2 separate regions of the Mus musculus genome follow, and region 2 is linked to region 1. A link is a contact called in public Hi-C data. All regions are on one chromosome and are shown on one strand. The core of a region is the stretch at or near the end of the contact, and the rest is flanking DNA. Distances in the headings are between cores, read along the strand shown. Region 1 has its middle 79 kb from the start of Kif18a. Region 2 has its middle 11 kb from the start of Bdnf.

Region 1 (5,573 bases), core at 609-3,108:
GAACAACAGATCCAATGCTGTTTTGGAGAATGGAAGCATCTAAACATAGTCACAGAAAGAGATAAATGATGTGTCTCACATTTGGCCTACAGTAGTCACAGCTCTCTGTTCTGTCCTTTCCTGCAATGCTTTCTTGATATCAGATCATACACAGACTCCTCACTCTGTGAAGGCACTGTGCTCAGTACGCTTACTTACATTATCCCTTAATCCCCACAACAAATCCAGAGCTCCCTTCCAGTGTTCTCACTTGATGAGATAGAAGCAAAGAGGAATTCAATAGCTCTAAACCCTGTAGTTACTAAATAGTATCTACCTGGATTCGGTGAGATGAAAGCAACACTATCCCCAAAACTTGATTAAGCAACCAACGGAACTTATTAGCTATTAAAATGAGAAGAATAGATTAGATAGAACTTCATGTTGAGTTAGCTCTGCATATGGCCTCGGATTCTTCCCATCTTTGCTCCTTTGACTTCCTCCACCTCTTGAGTTTATCCCAAGGCAGTGTCCACTTGAGGTAGTATCCTGAACCATGTTTTCCCTGGTCTCTATACAAAAGAAAAATCTCTCTTTTGCCTTCAGATGAAAATGGGCTTCCATTTGATGCTGTGATTTCTAATCTTGGTTCAATACTGTCTCATGGAAAATTGAACCCTAGACCCTACTAGCTTCCTATGCAGCAGAAAATTATGTGTCAATCCTGAGCACAGGGCTAGCCTGTAGAACTGTGCATGGATGTTTATCGTCATCATCATCATTATTTTTATTGTGATTATTGTGATTATTGACAATTTTGCTATGTATTTATGTATTTTGCACTCATTATTTTAAGAAACATGGCACCTCTACTATTCTGGTCACTTTCTAGGTATAGAGGATATAGAGTAAAGTCTCCACTTTCCTGAGGTTGATGTCATAACAACAGATCATAGAATAAATACCTCAAAAACTCATCATAAATTGAAAACACAATACGTTAATGCATTTAAAATGAATGACACACATTGTCTTCCTGAGATGCCCTCAGAACACTTACCTTAATTTTGATGGTAAAAGATTATTTAACACTAGGTTTATTTTGTGAAATAAAAAATGTGGGCTAAATCATCTAACTGGTTGAATCATGTTGTAAACGTTGTGCGTGTGTGTGTGTGTGGGGGGGGGGGGTGTAACGGGATGGTTACGTGGGCATACCATCATAAAGCCAAGAGTCTCTTGTGAAACCACTGTAAGCATAATTTATTCTGAGCAGACAGTGGGATCCTAGGAAGGTGACCCTGTCTAAAGGCTCTCTGCTTGGGTCACATGATTACAACTTCTTGCTGCTCCCTAGCTTAAAGAAATCTGTTTCTTCACTTAACACCAGTCAAGTCAGAGTGGCTGTTCTTAAAGAGGATTGATTTTCTGCACTAGATTTCTCAGTAGCCTTATTCAGTTCTCCCATGGAAACAAACGGTTCTGATGATAGAATGTGTGCCGTATGTATTTCTCATTTCATTCTGTAAATCTTACAATGCTAGGTGGGAATTCTACTTCAAATATTTTAGTATTTCCTTCCATGTCTCATACTCGCTGCTTCTAAAAGCAGGGTAAGTCTTAACTTACTCACTATATAAACAAACACTGGGGGAAAAACAATACTTGGTCCCTAGCTTGGTATTTGTCACCAAGAAAGGAGAGTCACACCGTATTCTGACCACTGCTTAATAAACTCAAAACCTTTTTGATGAATATTCTTTCCCTGATTAGGTCTTTAGTGTTCATGAAACTGATCATGCTTATAACCATAACCATAATGATGAGAATAGTTTGACTTACCTTTAAAATGCAGACCTGTGGTATATTAGTCATTATACATGTGATTACTGAATCTCTGTAAAGACAGAGTCAATGCTTATTCAGAGTGACATACCTTACAGATAAACAATTCCTATGATAAAATAAATACTCAGTAGTGATGAAACCATGATGAGTAGATTAATTCATAAATTAATTCATTTTAATTACATGGATAAACATTTTTACTTGGATGGAACATAAAGGATTTTTAAAATTCCTAACTGGTTGAACGATATCTGTTGATCTCTGTTCAGTGACCCAGATGTGGCCTTTGGACTTCTCATAAATCTTGTTGTCACCTGATATCCTTTAGTAACTGGGCTCAGGGGTGGGGGTGGGGTAAAAGGTCTGGAGCAAAGAAGAAAAAAGTGAAAAAGAAATAATTGTCTGATACCGAATCCTTCAGACTGACTTAATCAGTATCAGTTGTTTGAGGAGAGAAGAAAATCCTTCCACTTTGGAAGTTTTCATAGCAGCAATAAAAATCTAGTAATATTTGGGATTCTCTTTTCTGGACTCGAGACCTTTGCCTACCTATTTTAATATTTATGTGAAGACACCAGTGACTTGCCCTGTAAAGAAAGAGGAGGCTGGTGCACCAAGGAAGGCCACTGGGCTGCAGAAAAAAGCAAGTTCCGGCAGAGTTACAAAGCATGTGTTCCCTTTCTGGATTCATCCACTTGTAGCTGGAGGTCCCAGATAATGAACAGAAGTTTTCCAAGCCTCAGTTTCCCCTTTTTGTATTATAAAGCTGGGTTTCTAGCTTTAAAGTTGTCACTTTAACCAAATGAGATATTAAATGTAGAGATGGGCTCTCAGAATGCAGCCTCGATGGGCTTGAACTTATGACTCCTTTACTCACATGCTGGGAGTGCTGGGTGGGCCACCATAACTAACTGTACAATTGTGAGATTTTTTTCCCAGAAAATGTGTGATTAAAAAAAAAGAATGGATCCTCCGGTAGTACTATATCCAGTTTTCTGAGGAACCGCCAGACTGATCTCCAGAGTGGTTGTACAAGCCTGCAATCCCACCAACAATGGAGGAGTGTTCCTCTTTCTCCACATCCACGCCAGCATCTGCTGTCACCTGAATTTTTGATCTTAGCCATTCTGACTGGTGTGAGGTGGAATCTCAGGGTTGTTTTGATTTGCATTTCCCTGATGATTAAGGATGTTGAGCATTTTTTCAGGTGCTTCTCTGCCATTCGGTATTCCTCAGGTGAGAATTCTTTGTTCAGTTCTGAGCCCCATTTTTTAATGGGGTTATTTGATTTTCTGAAGTCCACCTTCTTGAGTTCTTTATATATGTTGGATATTAGTCCCCTATCTGATTTAGGATAAGTAAAGATCCTTTCCCAATCTGTTGGTGGTCTTTTTGTCCTATTGACGGTGTCTTTTGCCTTGCAGAAACTTTGGAGTTTCATTAGGTCCCATTTGTCAATTCTCGATCTTACAGAGCAAGCCATTGCTGTTCTGTTCAGGAATCTTTCCCCTGTACCCATATCTTCAAGGCTTTTCCCCACTTTCTCCTCTATAAGTTTCAGTGTCTCTGGTTTTATGTGAAGTTCCTTGATCCACTTAGATTTGACCTTAGTGCAAGGAGATAAGTATGGATCGATTCGCATTCTTCTACATGATAACAACCAGCAATACCTCTCCTGGGCATATATCCAGAAGATGCCCCAACTGGTAAGAAGGACACATGCTCCACTATGTTCATAGCAGCCTTATTTATAATAGCCAGAAGCTGGAAGGAACCCAGATGCCCCTCAACAGAGGAATGGATACAGAAGATGTGGTACATCTACACAATGGAGTACTACTCAGCTATTAAAAAGAATGAATTTATGAAATTCCTGGCCAAATGGATGGACCTGGAGGGCATCATCCTGAGTGAGGTAACACATTCACAAAGGAACTCACACAATATGTACTCACTGATAAGTGGATATTAGCCCAAAACCTAAGATACCCAAGATATAAGATACAATTTCCTAAACACATGAAACTCAAGAAAAATGAAGACTGAAGTGTGAACACTATGCCCCTCCTTAGAAGTGGGAGCAAAACACCCTTGGAAGGAGTTACAGAGACAAAGTTTGGAGTTGAGATAAAAGGATGGACCATGTAGACACTACCATATCCGGGGATCCATCCCATAATCAGCTTCCAAATGCTGACACCATTGCATACACTAGCAAGATTATGCTGAAAGGACCCTGATATAGCTGTCTCTTGTCAGAGTATGCCTGGGCCTAGCAAACATAGAAGTGGATGCTCACAGTCGGCTATTGGATGGATCACATGGCCCCCAATGAAGGAGCTAGAGAAAGTACCAAAGAAGCTAAAGGGATCTGCAACCCTATAGGTGGAACAACATTATGAACTAACCAGTATCCCGGAGCTCTTGACTCTAGCTGCATATGCATCAAAAGATGGCCTAGTCGGCCATCACTGGAAAGAGAGGCCCATTGGACACGCAAACTTTATATGCCCCAGTACAGGGGAACGCCAGGGCCATAAAAGGGGAGTGGGTGGGTAGGGGAGAGGGGGTGGGTGGCTATGGGGGACTTTTGGTATAGCATTGCAAATGTAAATGAGCAAAATACCTAATAAAAAATGGAAAAAAAAAAAAAAAAAAAAAAAAAGAATGGAAAAATTCTTATACCTTGAAGGTTGGGGCAAAAGAATCTATACTTTTCTCATTGTATATGCTTAGCATAAATTTTAGCTCATAATACCAGAAACAAAAAAAATAAAATCACCATTTATAACCTAATTTATACAAAATGCTCATTATTCTTTGTTTGTGGTAGGAAACTTACCTTGTTGATTCATGGTAAATCAGCCTGTTTAACAGTTGTGCCAGTGGTTCTCTAGGCACCTATGGGTGTCACGAAATTGGAAGTGATGCTTAGTCCTCATGATGACAGCCAAGAAACATGTTTCCTCCACCAACACAGTCTCACCAAGAAGCTATCCTTCTGGAATAGCATTCTTGGAAATCCTTATGGACAAAACACACTATAGTGGCTAGTTTTATGTCAACTTGACACAAGCTAGAGTTATCAGAAAGGAGCCACAGTTGAGAAAATTTTTCCATGAGATTGGGATCTGTGCAAGCTCATAGGGAATCTTCTTAATTGGTGGTTGATGGGGAAGGGCCCAATCCATTATGAGTGGTGCCATCCCTAGGCTGGTGGTCCTAGGTTCTAGAAGAAAGCAGACGTAGTAAGCCAGGAAGCAGCACTCCTCTGTGGCCTCTGTGTCAGCTCCTGCATACAAGTCCCTGCTTTGCTTGTATTCCTCTTCTAACTTTCTTTGATGATGAAATATGATGTGGAAGCATAAGCAGAATAAACCCTTTCCTCTCCAAGTTGCTTTGGTCGTAGTACTTCATCGTAGCAATAGTAACTCTAACAAAGACACGTGGCTACTGATTTTTGTAAGTAGATTTTTCGATTTGGGGAGACCCCTTATGTATAATACATAGTTTGTGAATAGGGATGATTTGATTTCTTTTTTTTTCATATTTGTACCTTTTTAATATCCTTTACAGTTGGGTAGAACAACTGATTGCTCCTCTCCTTTGGCAGCTTGCATGGCACCTTCTGATAATGAAAACTCAAGGAGGTAGCTTTCAGACTAGACCAAACTCTGTTTCTCCAAGTTCTCTTAGAATTGCAAGGTGTCTTTACAAATAAGGTCTTACCTTCAAGTTCTGGGCAG
Region 2 (5,561 bases), core at 590-3,089, 320 kb after region 1:
ATTGTCAGTTATCTATCAGTGTAAATTGGAGAGAAGCTTTGAAAAGAAGTGGGATCAACCTGTGTAAGCCGCTGCTTTCATTTGCACTTCCCCTACCAAGTCTTTAAATTCTTAATAAGAAAAAGCTGGTGAATTTAGGTCTTTCCTTTTCCTGGCCTGTCCTCTAGGGGAAACTTTAATAAGAAACAATGTATCAACACCAGCAAAGGGAGAAAGAGACAAGAGCCTGGGTGACCACAAAACAGATAAGCAGCCACTGAAAGTCAGAAAATTGAATTGAGGCAGTTGAAACTAAAATATGACTTACAAAAGGAGTTTTATTTATTTAGTTTTTAAAAAGTTCTGTGATCTTGGGGACCATGTTCCAAATTGCTCAGATAGCATTCATTTGGTTGTATTGTTTACAGTCTGTAAGTTAAAATGATGTCTTATTGAAGTGTTGATTTTTCTTCCTAAATAAATTCTTCTACGTAATTTTTTGCTTTTAATTAGAGCAAACTAGTCCAACCATGCAAGTGATCCTAACAAATATGAACTGATATCATCTGATATAAAAACTCTGCTGACTGAAAACTATATTTGTTCTGAACAGCACTGACTTGCCAGAAAAATATCTATTTTTGTAGCTTTCTTTTCACTCTATGGATAATTTAATGAGTTGCCTATTTTAATTTTACAACTGCTACCTCAGAAGTATCTCAAATTATCTTTCTTTTGCTAGTGTCTTTCTTTGCTGATCTGTCAGTGCATTGTGTGTGTGTGTGTGTGTGTGTGTGTGTTTCTAGTGGGAGTTTAACAAGCAGCAAATCTCTTAAAATTACATACTGTAATCCCTATAAAGAACACTGTGTAGTAGTTAATAATAAAATAAACATTAGCATTCAGTGAACGTTTACCACTTACTGAGTGCTCTGAAAGTGGAGGGGGTTGCCTTAAGTGGAGAAGATTAAATTTTTAAACAATAAAATGTTCTCTCCCCTTCTGACTTCAGACTGAGCATAATATCAAGACCATAAAGCCTTACATCTTTTAGTTGGGAATGTAGAGCTGTTCCTTTCACAAGTATCTCTAGAAAAAGGAGACATGTTCTATAAGCAGTGACGCCCCTGCCCCAACTTGACACTTGGGTCAAAATACTGAATTATCCTGCCTCCATTCTCGTTGGTAAGGTTTTTGGGGGTTTTGTTGGTTTGGGTTTGGTTTGGTTTTTTGCCAATCCTGACTCCCCCCACCCCCATCTTTCCTCCCTCTCTTTTCTCTTCCATTCCAACACTGTAAAAAGAATCCTGTAAGGAGTTCTCTATAATCAAGCGCACAGTTTATTTGTATTTTCTAGTAAGAACACTTCATGGAGAATTTTGACAACTCATTACAGGTTTCTTCATTTGATTTCCAGATGGGCTATGTTGGGTGGGGATCACCATGGCCTCTTACACAGGGAATTTCGGTGCCAAGCTGCAGAGACATACCACAGTGGACGGTCTGAAGGCTCGGAGTCTGTCTCTTCCAGTTTCAAGGACTGTGCTTGTTCAGTGCCCACCATGCCCCTCAGACCTATCTAAGGCCTCTGAGGGTATTTTAGGCATCATTTTCTCCTATTTTGATTTATCTAATTTTTTAAAAAAGGGATCTACAAATACTCCCCAAATTTGGCAGAACTAATGGAAAGTTTTAATCAGCCCATGACCTTGCCTTCCTAAATTCTTCTTTCCCTCTCTCAAAGTTGGAGGCTCAAAGAAAACAGGAATCTTCCTGTGGCTGACACACTAGCTAAGTCACAGTCACTAATTCCCCTGAAAAACAAACACAGAAGATAGGTCAAAGCCAAGAAGTACATTACTTTTACTCATGAGTCAGAGAATCTAATGGCCAGACATTTGTCAGAGGTCACTTAGTCCAGCCCATATCCGATGCATGAGTTCATGCTGGCTTGCTCTCTTTCAACCCTCTGGAATTTCATCCTGGTTTTGGATTCCTGGATACTTGTTTACCTTGGTAGATAGTGTTTGCCTATCTTAAGTGAGCTATGATGGCATTTGCTCCCAGCATATTTCTGCAGAAAATTAACAGTCATAATTTTATTCCATATGTATTAAATATTAATCAATTATGAGTCCCAAACTATGTCAGAATTTGAAGATTCAGCCATGAGCAAGACTGAATGATCCTTATCTTGCCAGAACCTATAGGCTGGTGACAAAATCTGACCCCTTAAAGACATCTGGATTTGTACTTTCTTCAAGAAAACACAGTGACTTGGGTTCAAAGACATAGTTCAAGCTTTATCCTCAACTCATTATCAATAACTGAAACGTCAACTCAGTTTCTGTTTCCATGCACATAGTACAGAAACAATGTTCTCAGGATAAGTTCTAAAGTCTATTTCAGTGTCATGGTTGACTAGTGTACAATATACAACCTGGAGGTGGATGAGGTATGAGGATCACAAGCTCAAGGCCTGCCTAGCCTGCAGAATGAATTTAAACTCAGTTTGTGCAATTTAATGGTTCTCTGTCTCAAAACAAATAGTAGAAAGATAGCAGGGATAGTTGAAAGGTAGAGCATTTGGTGGTATGCGTGAGACCCATGGGTCATGACCGAGCACTATAGGAGAATTGTGTGCACTGTAACTATTTCCCCTTTCTTCACAAGAAATCCAGTTTAACTTATCCTAACCTTTGATGATTTAGAATTTTAAATCACTAATTTTTTACTTTCTAAATACATTTAAATAAAACTTAAAGACAACAGATTTGGGACCTACATAGGAGGTCTCTGGATGTGGAATTTACCATTTTTTCTCAAAAATGATGATTATGATAGTTTAAATTGAACAATGAATGACCTTATATTTGTTTAGATTTATTTTAAAGGAAGGATGTGGTAGAATTCCCACTGTCAAATTTGAGGGCACTTTTCTTTGTGACATACATGTTCTATGTTTTATGTCATTTCTTTTTAAAATTAAAGATATTGCATCCTGAAAGTGTCTTGTTCTTATAAATAATGCATTATATGTACATGCTAATAGATAATTAGATGGTCTAGCCAGGAGAAACATGAAAGAGAACTGGTAACTCAAAGCCTGCAGAAGGTGTGTGGGCATTTGGACATCCAGGAAATGCTATAGATCTGTCCTTAGCTAACTCAGCCTCGTGGAGATAATTAAGAAGAAATGTGGGTGTCGAGAGACTGCAAGCCATTCCCTGCGATTGGCTGGATTGCTGCAGTAGTTCAAAAACAATTGGCACAGCCACCCACACTGGACATGATTGCCCTTTGATGAGGCAGCTATTGACTTTTATAAAGATGCCATATTTAAAATAACTTCTGATGCACTAAGGATGACAGACATCACTCTTGAATTCTATTTTAGGCAAATGGCAAAATACATTTCAAAGTATAAACTTTTTAAAAAAAGAATAAACCTTAGGGAAATTTTCTTCAAGCAAGCCATTTAGCAATTTGTAATTCCAAATTTAACAGTTCAACCTGAAGCTGGTAGAAAAATGTGTCTTATATGAGATCTTTTAAACTGAAAAGGCCATTTCTCTGGATTACTATGGAAAATAGAAATGACCTTTCCAATATTTTTAACCTCTGAGTGAATGCATATACCCTTTCCAAACTAGGAAGCAGAGCCCAACAGCAGAAGAAAAACATTGGGATCTTAGTGCCAGACTATGTATCAAGTGCTGTGATACCTAGAAACCCCATCAGAGACTATATCAGTGCCAAGGGAAGTTAAGACAGAGATCTCTTCAGGTTCACAGAAATATATTGAATATGTACAGTCTCTAAGTATTAAGAGCTCTGTAAACTGAAATATCCCAATTAAGTGTTCTCATGAGTGTTCACCTAAGCAGGAAGCCAATAGGGTAAAGCATGGCTGGAGAGATGAATGCAAAAGAGAGAGGAAATGTATAGCAATATAGAAATAATCAGGGAAGCAGAAAAGAATCGGGATTGTACAGGAGCTCTCTGTGGGTGTTTCTCCAGGCCATTTCTCCCTGGCCATGATCTCTGCCTTCCATGCTCGATAGTTCTAATTACTTTAGTAGAAAACCATGATTTCCTTGACTCTCACTTTCATCCTCCTCTGAGAACCTCTTCCTCTCCAATGACTTCCATAATCAATATTAAAGAATTAAGCTCTTATTCTTTATGACATGTTGAACTAACATGGGATTTGTAGCCATTTTTGTGGCATAGACTCTTGGCAGTCTGATGAACCATTTTGTAAACTCGTTTCAGAATACTACTTCTAAATGAAGATAATAAAAAGTTTATGGTTACAAAGGAAAACAATTGCATTACATATAGCTATAATAATATAAAATGTAATATATTGTGATATAAAAATATATGCACTTTTATATATTGGATAATCTAGCAGCAAAATGATTGCTATAATTTTGAAATAACTAACCATTGGCATACAATACAAAAATGTCTAGCTTCTGCTTGTAATAAAGTCTGCAAATACTACTGGGTAAGATCCACTACACATTTGACAACAGAACATGTGGGAGGAAATTATTAACATAGCATTGATTCAGAAATGTGAATTTAGCCAATGTCAACATTAGCCATTTGGTTTTCCTTTCTGGCAAAGGAAATTGGCATTGGCAGAAAAAAATTAAATCAGTTTTACCATTAGAAAAGCTACACAGTGTGTAAAAGGCCAATTGACAAGATAGCCATGGTGTGGAATATGTGCTTCAATTGAGCTCCATATGACCCTAATGCATAATTTTAGTATCAGCAGCAGCACAATTCCATGGCTCTAGAAATCTAGTCCTCCTGTGAAAAGGATAGGAAGTTCCAGGGGCATGGGTAGGGTATAGCTTAGTGGTAGAGTGCTTGATTAGCATGCATCAAGTCTTGGGGTTTGATCTGCAACATGGCCACCCCTGCAAAGCAGATCTTGGAATTTTAAGCTCGGGCTATTAACTTAGGTAATATTACCCTCAGAAAGCTAACAATCTTTAACAAACTCAACTGTCTGAAAACTCTTAGATATTGTCATTGTTACACTGTAGGAACATTGACAGAAATTGTGAGGTGAGGGAACATCTGTCTTACATTGACCATGTACTAAGCTCTTTGCTTTGCCTTTGATATATATTATTTAACCCTCAAAGTAACTCTTGGAGACAGATTATATTCTAATTATATAAACAAGGAAACTAGAGCTTGGGGAGTTTAAGTAATTTGCCCAAACAAACACAGTAAATTTTAAGTGGAAAAGTTGAACTTCAGACCTAAAGTTTTTTGACTTACAAGCTCATTTTAAAACCCTGGTTCTAAGCCTAGCCTGATGGCACAGGTCTGTAATCCCACTGTTTCTGGAGGCAGGAAGGACAGTGGGAGGAAGGGAAGCCAAGTATTCCTGTGTAATGAGTGTTACACACGCCTTCATTTCATTTACAGATGGTTTGCACATGTATTCTCCTAAGAAGTTCTCACTACATCTCTTCGAAATAGGTGAGAGCCTCAAAATCAGTGGCCACAAACACTAATTTAGGATGATTTTTTTTTTGATTTGCTGATCAGCCAAT

The links. A called contact is a pair of places that touch in the nucleus more often than the background predicts.
Region 2: a contact with region 1 is called in a Hi-C map of pancreatic cancer cells, with 3 times the contacts expected there. The contact joins two enhancer-like sites. A contact is called at or near these places in 13 of 39 promoter capture datasets (the 3T3-L1 cell line, 3T3-L1-derived adipocytes, cranial neural crest and 8 more), 1 of 15 datasets of contacts at CTCF or cohesin (the NIH/3T3 cell line), 13 of 484 Hi-C or Micro-C datasets (cortical neurons, embryonic fibroblasts, embryonic stem cells and 5 more), 15 of 115 datasets of contacts at active chromatin or transcription factors (the NIH/3T3 cell line, craniofacial prominence, embryonic stem cells and 2 more) and 3 of 9 other capture datasets (adipose tissue, embryonic stem cells and pancreatic islet).

What each region holds. Positions count from the first base shown.
Region 1 is chr2:109,356,808-109,362,380 of GRCm38.p6, forward strand. No RefSeq gene overlaps it. Among named protein-coding and RNA genes, the nearest start is that of Kif18a, 79 kb to the left of the region's middle. Within about 2 kb of position 1,859, at least 8 of the 459 cell types and tissues checked have an H3K27ac peak or open chromatin away from gene starts, as enhancers often do. A contact at or near this core is called in pancreatic cancer cells, where this site is marked.
Region 2 is chr2:109,679,477-109,685,037 of GRCm38.p6, forward strand. It overlaps a transcript of Bdnf not described here. Among named protein-coding and RNA genes, the nearest start is that of Bdnf, 11 kb to the right of the region's middle. Within about 2 kb of position 1,840, at least 23 of the 459 cell types and tissues checked have an H3K27ac peak or open chromatin away from gene starts, as enhancers often do. A contact at or near this core is called in pancreatic cancer cells, where this site is marked.